Linked DNA regions of Sus scrofa: regions 1 and 3 are each linked to region 2. A link is a contact called in public Hi-C data. All regions are on one chromosome and are shown on one strand. The core of a region is the stretch at or near the end of the contact, and the rest is flanking DNA. Distances in the headings are between cores, read along the strand shown.

Region 1 (2,858 bases), core at 103-2,602, 140 kb after region 2:
ATTTATTGAGAGCTTTTTAATTGTCAGGTTATTGTGCCAAGCACTGTAAAGTCTCATCTCGTTTAATCCTCTCAATAATCCCACTAGGTACCACCTTCCACTGTGAGGAAATCGCAGCTCAGAGAATTCAAAGTGCTTGCCCAAGGCCACACAGCATGTGAACAGCAGGGCATCTCCCTGGCCTGTTACCTGTACTTGTTCTTCTTCCTTGGTGTGGGGGTTGGGATGCTACCCCTGGAAGAGCTGGTCTCACAGCTCCTGTTGGCTCCTGAGGCCTGTGATGCCCCTGTACCCACTCCTCTGGTTCTGTTGGCTTTCTTCATCCAGGGTGGGTCAAAATCTGGTGGTGTGGGCCGGGTGCCTGCAGGACTGCCAAACAAAGTCTCATCCACGTATGACGGCCTAACATTGACCCGGTGGTTGCCCCGGCAGCGTTGCTGAACATGGAGGGTCTGCATCCCACTGATGGCCAGCTCAACTGGGGTCTTCATGCTGCCCATGGTCTCTGGTGACAGCAGTTGTGCTCTGCCTTCCAGGCCCTGCCTCCAGGGCTCCCTGTGAAAAACGGTCATGGTGGCAACCATCTGTCATCAGCAAAGACTGGCAGTCACATAAATTCCCATCCCCAGGGCAAAAAGGTCACATTCTCCCTTAACCAGACCTCCTCAAAGGGGAGCTGCCAATCCCAGGGCACATTTTGGAAATCTGACCCTTTTTTAGTTGTCAGGATGACAGGGACGGGGGTCCTACTGGCCAAAATTTCATGAATAAACATGTACTTCCGGCATACACTGTGTGCTCAACAAATATTTACAGAATGCTAGGGGATTGGAGAAGAGATTGGGCTTGTGCCCATTTTGGCACCAACCAGAAAACAAAGGAAGGGGAGACAAGGGAAGTCCCTATATGCTGTACATGTTTACGGGGCAGGTATAATAACCAGCATAATCCCAAGCCTACCTCTTGCAAAGTGCTTCATAAGCATTGTCTCATTTAATCTTCTCAACGGTCCTGTGACATAGCTTCCATTACGTCCATTCTACAGATGACAAAACTGGGGCTTCAAAAGCTGAAGTCACAAATGTCAGTCACACCTATAAGCTAAAACAGTGGGAGTTGAATCTGAACCTGATAGAATTCTAGAGCTTGTGCACTCAACTATTGTACTACTGAAGGATCACGCCCAGTCTGTTATTCGCCGATCCCCAAATCAAAATCCCGGCTGACGTCTGAGGTGCCGGCAACCTGGAGTTACTTTCCTACCTGAGCATTTTGTATTGCTGATGTCGGCCGCAATTCTATGGCCCCTCCCCCCAAGTCTGGACTCCTTTGCGGGGGCGTTCTGGCACCTGCAGCGCGCGGTACACCCGAGATCTGCAGCTCCGACTCTCAGGAGCCCGCGACCCTCGGCTGCTCAGGCCACCCCCAGCCCCCGACCCGGGCACCGCGCGGACAGCCCGGGCAAAGCGCCGACGGACTGGACCAGGGAAGTCAAGCCCTAGCGACGTCAGGTCCGCACGCGCATCAAACAGCAACCAACCACCAGCCCTCCAACCGCAGGCCCCGGCGAGCCGGCCGGAACCATTCGCTCCCGAGGTGGTCAGGGCTCCCCGTTCCGGACGCCACCTGGAGTTCCCCAAAGCCTTGGGGAGGGGTATCTCACGCCGGTGAGACGACACTGTGGGCGCGCGCATTGTGTGTCAAGCATCCGGAGGCTGCGAGAGGGGAGGGAACGCAGCAGCGGCCGCGTAGAGGCCCACCCCCGCCCCAAACGCGCCGTTGGTACATTCCGGCAGACTCCGCTCCCTCCTGTTTCTCGGCGCCGGGGCCCGCATGGCTGCCGGCAGGCGCCCGGCGGCCGCACAGCGGTCCGGAGCTGCCATGGCCCAATGGAGGAAAAAGAAGGGGCTCCGGAAGCGCCGGGGAGCGGCCTCCCAGTCCCGCAGCAGCGACTCGGAGGACGGCGAGTTTGAGATCCAGGCGCAAGATGACGCCCGGGCCCAGAAGGTAGGAACGCATATATGTCGGAGCCCAAGCGCTGGCTCCGTGCAGCGCCTCGCAGCTTGAGTTTCCCCAGCTGAGGAGTGGGCACGGCTGAAGGTGGGGAGAGGTCGTCTGGCCTGGGGTTGGGTCAGGACCTCCGGCCTGAGGCTCATGTGCTCCAGGGGCTGGGGCCTGCGGGCCTTCCGGGCCGGCTCTCAGTTTCTTGCTTCTCATTGGCTACTTCCTAGCCGGGGAACGGGTCCTGATTCCCACTCATCCAATGGAAAGTGCGGATGCTGAAGATCGGACTTGGAGAGTTTGGGGGATTCTTGGGAGGATGAATTAGGAGAAGGCTTCACCGCTTGGCTTGAGACCGTGGCTCCCCCAAACTTTTGGAAACTAATAATAAGTTAGACTTGCTTTTGTTGATCGCTTATTATGTGCCAGGCTCCGGCGCTAAGAGCTTTACAAACCTTATCATTTAATCCTTACACCCACCCGGTGAGCTAAGTAGCCATCCTGATTTTCCAGAGGAGGAAACCTAGGCCTAGAGGGGTTAAAGGAACGTGACCAAGATCTCAGGGCTTGTGAGTGGGAGAGCAAGGATTCAAATCTCGGACTGTATGGTTCCAGTCCCCGTGCTGTTTCCTCTACTGAATGTTAACTGTATGCAAGGGGCGGCAGGGGGGCGGCGGTAGGTGTGAACACCAACGTGGAAAAGCGCTGTAGCCCAGTATTTCTCACAGCCTTGTGCGTAGCGGCTGCCAGGCACAGAGAAGCGTTTATATGTAGAGAGGGTTCTACCCTCGGAGGCAGGGACCAGATGGGAACCTTATTCCACCTGAGCCTCATATAGTAGATCCTCTGTAAATATG
Region 2 (2,772 bases), core at 106-2,605:
GATCACTAATGCCCCTGTTTTGACCTATTTGCCATATTCTTCTTTCAAAAGCCACACTACTAGGGAGTTCCCATTGTGGCTAGCCATTAACAAAACCGACTGGTATCCTTGAGGACACAGGTTCAATCCCTGGCCGCACTCAGTGGATTAAGGATCCAGCGTTGCTGTGGGTTGTAGTGTAAGTAGACCCAGCTGGAATCTGGCCTGGCTGTGGCTGTGGTGTAGGCTGGCAGCTGCCACTCTGATTGGACCCCTAACCTGGGAACTTCCATATGCCTCGGATACAGCCATAGAAAGAAAAAGAAAAAAAAGGAAAAAGAGAAAAAAAAAAAAAAAAAAGCCACCCTAATAGAGGGAAATGAACCCAATTAGGAGATCTCCCAAACAGGCATTTCAGGCAGGACAGCCGAAATATTGGTGTGTAAAACGGAGCGTTCCCTGCCTGGGATCTTCTCAAATACTTCTTAGCACTGATTACCAGAAGTATTTTTTTTTCAATTTTATTTCATTGGAGTTCCTGTCGTGGCGCAGTGGTTAACGAATCCGACTAGGAACCATGAGGTTGCGGGTTCGGTCCCTGCCCTTGCTCAGTGGGTTAATGATCCGGCGTTGCCGTGAGCTGTGGTGTAGGTTGCAGACTCGGCTCGGATCCCGCGTTGCTGTGGCTCTAGTGTAGGCCAGGGGCTACAGCTCCGATTCAACCCCTAGCCTGGGAATCTCCATGTGCCGCTGGAACGGCCCAAAGAAATAGCAAAAAAAAAAAAAAAAAAAGTCAATTTTATTTTATTTTATTTTATTTTTGTCTTTTTGCCATTTCTTGGGCCACTCCCACGGCATATGGAGGTTCCCAGGCTAGGGGTCGAATCGGAGCTGTAGCTGTCAGCCTACGCCAGAGCCACAACAATGCGGGATCCGAGCCGTGCCTGCGGGATCCGAGCCGTGCCTGCGGTCTACACCACAGCTCACGGCAACGCCGGATCGTTAACCCACTGAGCAAGGGCAGGGATCGAACCCTCAACCTCATGGTTCCTAGTCGGATTCGTTAACCACTGCGCCACGACGGGAACTCCCACCAGAAGTATTTTGACATCAGCGTGCCCACACCTCCCTTGGGAATAGAGCCCTTTAGTTTCACCTTATAATGAGCCTCTCCGATCTCCTACCGTTTATAACCATTAGGTTTCATCTCAGCGTCTGCTTTAGAGGCGAAAGCAGAACCGACAGGCAAGGGGCACTGAGAGGAGGAGAGTGGGGAAGACCCGCAGGACCTCCCAGGGGGCCTGTGCCTTTAAGGGAAGGGGCGGGACGAGCCCTTGGGGGCGTGGTGTCTGGGCGGGGTTGTTAAGGGGCGTGGCCGGCGCGGGGCTCGCCGGGGCCAAATCAGGGCCGAGCCTCGGAACCAAACTCAGACGCTGCAGCGGGCTGGGAGCTCTGGTCTGCTGCCGCGTCGAGGGCGGAAGGTCGGGCGGCGCCTGCCAGCGCGCTGGGACTGGAAAGGCCTCGAAGCCCGGCGGGGTCGAGGTGCGGAGTTTGCGGGTTCGAGGCCCAGCCCGAGGTAAGCGGAGCTTCCCCGCCCAGCTGGGCGCAGCAGGAAGACCAGGCACCCGAAGTTGAACTCAACGTCCGCGCAGATTGGGAAACGGAGTACATTGACCTTCCCGGGGTCTCGTACCTAGAAAGTGCAGCGGCAAAAGTGATTGAAGCCCGAGTTTCCTGACCTCTGCCTCTTCCTACCAGGTCTGCATATCTTCTGAGCCTCTGAGCACCTGGCCTCGGACAGGCGCACAGGCGGCGCTCCATAAATGCTTCCTCATGAATGAGTATAAGAAATCGGCCGGCCGGTAGAGAGGAGACACGTGCTGATCCTCAAGTTGGGGTACATCTGAGGCGCGAGCCCTTAGCGTTTGCTCCGACGCGCCACCATTTGTCTTCGTTTTACAGATGAGGAATCAGAGGTTCAGAGAAATGAAGTGACCTCTCCAAGGCCGCACAGCTCTTAAGTGGCTGAGACTGAATTGCGGAGCTGGAGTATCTCGCCCCAAGTCTCTGCCAGGTGCAGTTACGGAGAACAACAGGAGGGAGGAGGCTATCAAAGGTGAGTTGAGAGTGCTGGGGCTGGTCCTTCCGCCCCCTTTTTTCCATCCCCACCGCACCCCCGCCGCCAACCTCTTCCTCCCCTCTTCTGCCCCTGCCAGGTGAGCAAAGAATTAAACAAACAAAAAACCCAAAGCAAAATGTTTTCTGGGCTTTGTTTTCCTTGAAGCCAAAACAAAACATGCTCATCTACAACATGTGGAAGAGCCAAAAGGAGGAAATTAGTGTGCCAAGGACTCTTTTTTTCTTTCCTGTTTAATTTCTTTGGAAGAAAAGCAAAGCTGGTTTTTCCCTGGTGCTGAGGGAAAAGACAGAGCTAAAGTTCAGCCCCACTCTGCTGCTAACCCGCTGGGTGACTTTGAGCAATTCACTTCCCCCAGGACCTGATTTCCCCATTAGAGGAGTTATTGGCCTAGGTTTCCTTGGAAACACTACCAGGGGCTCAGGAAGAAGGGCTAGCCAATCTGCATGCTGATTGAGTCAGGCCCATCCAGAATATGGGTTTCTACACTGGCTCTCCTTTGGTGAGGGGAGGAGAAAGGACAGTTTTTCAACTGAAAAAGTTTTCAGGGCCTTCCTGTTGGGTCCTGCAGTCATGGGTTGACACCATTTCTCTCTCTCTCTCTCTTCTACCTTATAGGCCATTGGAGGTGCCAGCTGTTTGAAACGAAAACGCCA
Region 3 (2,945 bases), core at 164-2,663, 250 kb after region 2:
CTGTTGCCTCAGGGGCCAGGACCCCGCTATATTCCTGGCCCAGCTCCTTTTGGGCCTGGGATCCGGTGGGGAAATTCCTCTCTCCCCAGGGAGGACAGCAAGGACTGTCTGGCCTCCTTTCTAACTCCTGGCCCTCTCTGAGGCCCAGAGGCCTCAGTTAAAGGAGTGTGGGATGGTGTTCCAGGCTCCAAGGACCCCTTGGCGGCAGAGCTGTCTCAGATAAAGGTGCTTCTCTGGATGAGCAAGTGTCTTTCTTCTGATGGGGAAAACGGCGCTCTCAATTCCTTGGTGTCCCCAGCTCAGATCAGGGAGTGAGGCAGACGCCACTACTTTAGGTCCGGGCTCTCTCCTGCTGGTCTCCCGTTCTTCCTGGCCGCGCAGGGCCTGTCACCCAGGAGGCCCGGCCCAGCCTGCTGTTCTCTGCAGCGCCCGGCCAGCCCTCTGCGCTCCCAACTGCGTCCCAGACCCCGAGCCTGGCTCCAGTTGGGCTGCTTGCCTTGCCTCGGGTCCGCCCCCCCCGACGGCTTCTGTTGAAGGGGGGCGTCCCCGTCCCCCTTGTTCCGGATCCACAGCGTCCTGGAAGGCCTGAGTGGCTGAAGAACGCACGGGGGAGGGGGGAGGCGCGTATCCCCAGCCTGGCGGCCCGGGCAGCGGCTCCCGGAGCTGGGCTAGGGGACGAGGGGGGCGGGGGCCCGTGGGCACGCCCCACCCCACTCGTGCTCGCGACCTGCCAGGAAACAAGAAGGGGAGAGGGCCCTTTAAGAATAGAGCGCGGCACCCCCTCCCCCCTTCCCGGGAGAGCAATCGGCTGAGAACAATGGGGAACCGATGGGGGGGGTGAGCAAGGGGGGCTAAAGGGGGTCGCGTGGTCTCGGTCCCTAAGGGCAGGCCTGAAGGGAGGGATGGGGCTGCGGGCGAAATTTTCCGAGCCTCCTCGCCTGCGGCGCCCCCTCCTCAGCTCCCTGAGCGCTCCCCTCCCCCGGGGCCCGCACGCCCAGCCGAGGGATGCAGGGTGCGCGGGGATATGCGAGGATGCGCGGCGCTGCAGGCGCGGCCCAGGGCCCCTCGGGGGTCGCGTCACCGAGGAGGCGAAGCCGGGAGCTGGATGGTCAATGCCTTCCGCCCTGGGGGTAACAGTCCCCCTTCTCCAGCCCAGACCTCCCCAAAGCGCGCGCGGACCTCCCAAAGGAGCCGGGGGTGGGGTCCCCAAGCACCCCGCGCTCTCACCGCTTCTCCTCTGCTCTGCCTTCTTCTCCGGCTCAAGCTCCAGCCCGGCCGCCTCCTGGGCTCCCCCCGGAGTGGGAGGGAGCCTCGGTCCCGCCTCCGCGCCCTTTCTCTCCCAGGCCGCGCACCAGGGCGCTGGGCTTTCGGCGTGCGGACCTACTACCCTGCCGACCGACGGACGCGTGTGCCTGCTGCCGGACGCCGGAATCCCGCGGGTGGGAGGCGGCCGCGGCCGCGCTCAGGGGAGGGAAGGGGGAGGGGGCGGAGAAGGAGGAAGGGGAGGAGACAGACCGCGGCCCTAAACGCTGACACGCGAGTCCCCGGGGCGCCCCATATCCTGGGCTAGGCCCACCTGGGACCCCAGGAGGCCTCCTGACCCCAGCATGGTGCGAAGTATGGACTGGGGTGTCCATGGAGTGCCAGCTTGAATCTTAGTCATGGGTTACATTCCAGTTGCCCAGTCCAGGGCCTGTACACAATAGATGCTCAATAAATGCTTGAACAAATGACTAAGATCCAGAGATTGTTTAAAGAAAGATTTTGGAGGAGGGTAAGGGTAGGCCCACCGCCATATCATTCAGGGATGCTGCAAACAACAGGTGCTCAATAAATGCCAGATGAGGTTTGGCTGGATGAAAAGGGAGGCAGGTGGTGGCAGTAGCTCAAGTGTTAATGGGATGGCCAGCCCTCCTGTCCCTGGCAAGCTGGATGCAACTGAGAACCGCATAACATCTGGCAAGGGGATGGACCACCCGGAGCCTGTGGGTGTTTAGATTAGGGAGGATGAAGGATGTGTCCGGGAACTCCAGCCTGGGCGGCAGATGGGGGTCAGCGGTCTGTTGGAGCCTGTCCAGCACGGCCCACGCTCCTCTTCCTCTCCAGGGCAGATGGTGATGAACGGGACAAAGTCAGGGCAGACTGCTCAGGGGAGATTTCCCAGAACCTAACTCAATTCCCCAGCTAACTGGAGTGACTGCCTCTTCTCCAGGCCCCTGTTTTCTCCTGCAGCCCAGTGCCCAAGGGCCTCTCCAGATTGGGCTGTGATTCTGTTTGCTTGTGCCTGCTGCAGACTAAAGAGAGCGGCTCTGTCGGAGGGCAGGGCCAGCTCTGCAGTGCTATTGCTCCAACAGGATGGTTGAGCTCTGGGCATTTAGCCTAGGATTTCCAGGGGTCCATGAAGCCCCGCCCTCCCCTTACAGACAAACTTACATGTCTGTACTTTTTTTTTTAGCAGGGCTCTGGCTTTCAGCAGATTCTTCTCCACGGAGGTTGTGACCCCAAAGATTCAGAGTTGATGCTGTAACACCCTTATGTTACAGACAAGGATCTGAGGATTCCGGGATGGAGAAGAAACTGGCTCAAAGTTACATGGAAATTTAGCAGCAAGTTGGAAAGAACCCATGACTCCAGACTGTATAATGCTATTTAAGGTCTGACTAAATGTCACCTCCTCCAGGAAGCCTTCCCTGAACTTGTCCCATCTTCCTCTGTGTTCCTTTGCACATACCTTGATGTGACACCCTATATCACAATGAGCCACTTCAATGGAATTTGTCCCTGCTAGAATGAGCCATCCATGAGATCGGAGACTGTGTCTTACTCATCTTTGTGTGGTGTGGCTGGTGTTTATTACTTAATCGCTATCGTTTATTGAGTACCTATTATGTGCCAAGGCACTTTTGTAATGCTCATTCCATTTCACAGTTGTCCCACAAGGTAGG

Evidence for each region. A called contact is a pair of places that touch in the nucleus more often than the background predicts.
Region 1: a contact with region 2 is called in a Hi-C map of embryonic fibroblasts, with 3 times the contacts expected there. The contact joins the promoter of DDX54 here to the promoter of SLC8B1 in region 2. A contact is called at or near these places in 2 of 5 promoter capture datasets (fetal skeletal muscle and liver), 27 of 47 Hi-C or Micro-C datasets (adipocytes, adipose tissue, alveolar macrophages and 13 more) and 2 of 2 datasets of contacts at active chromatin or transcription factors (alveolar macrophages and skeletal muscle).
Region 3: a contact with region 2 is called in a Hi-C map of omental adipose tissue, with 4 times the contacts expected there. The contact joins the promoter of DTX1 here to the promoter of SLC8B1 in region 2. A contact is called at or near these places in 2 of 5 promoter capture datasets (fetal skeletal muscle and liver), 24 of 47 Hi-C or Micro-C datasets (alveolar macrophages, blood, brain and 12 more) and 2 of 2 datasets of contacts at active chromatin or transcription factors (alveolar macrophages and skeletal muscle).

What each region holds. Positions count from the first base shown.
Region 1 is chr14:38,666,760-38,669,617 of Sscrofa11.1, reverse strand. DDX54 (ATP-dependent RNA helicase DDX54) reads left to right here and starts at 1,352. Exons shown (of 20, transcript XM_021073260.1): 1 at 1,352-2,007. The coding sequence starts at 1,834. RITA1 (RBPJ-interacting and tubulin-associated protein 1) reads right to left here and starts at 1,532. Exons shown (of 4, transcript XM_005670684.3): 1 at 1,264-1,532; 2 at 961-1,101; 3 at 190-555. The coding sequence starts at 500.
Region 2 is chr14:38,806,844-38,809,615 of Sscrofa11.1, reverse strand. It overlaps SLC8B1 (sodium/potassium/calcium exchanger 6, mitochondrial), which reads left to right and starts at 1,355. Exons shown (of 17, transcript XM_021073269.1): 1 at 1,355-1,555; 2 at 1,942-2,095; 3 at 2,735-2,772.
Region 3 is chr14:38,558,173-38,561,117 of Sscrofa11.1, reverse strand. DTX1 (E3 ubiquitin-protein ligase DTX1) reads right to left here and starts at 1,413. Exons shown (of 12, transcript XM_021072393.1): 1 at 1,228-1,413; 2 at 1-727.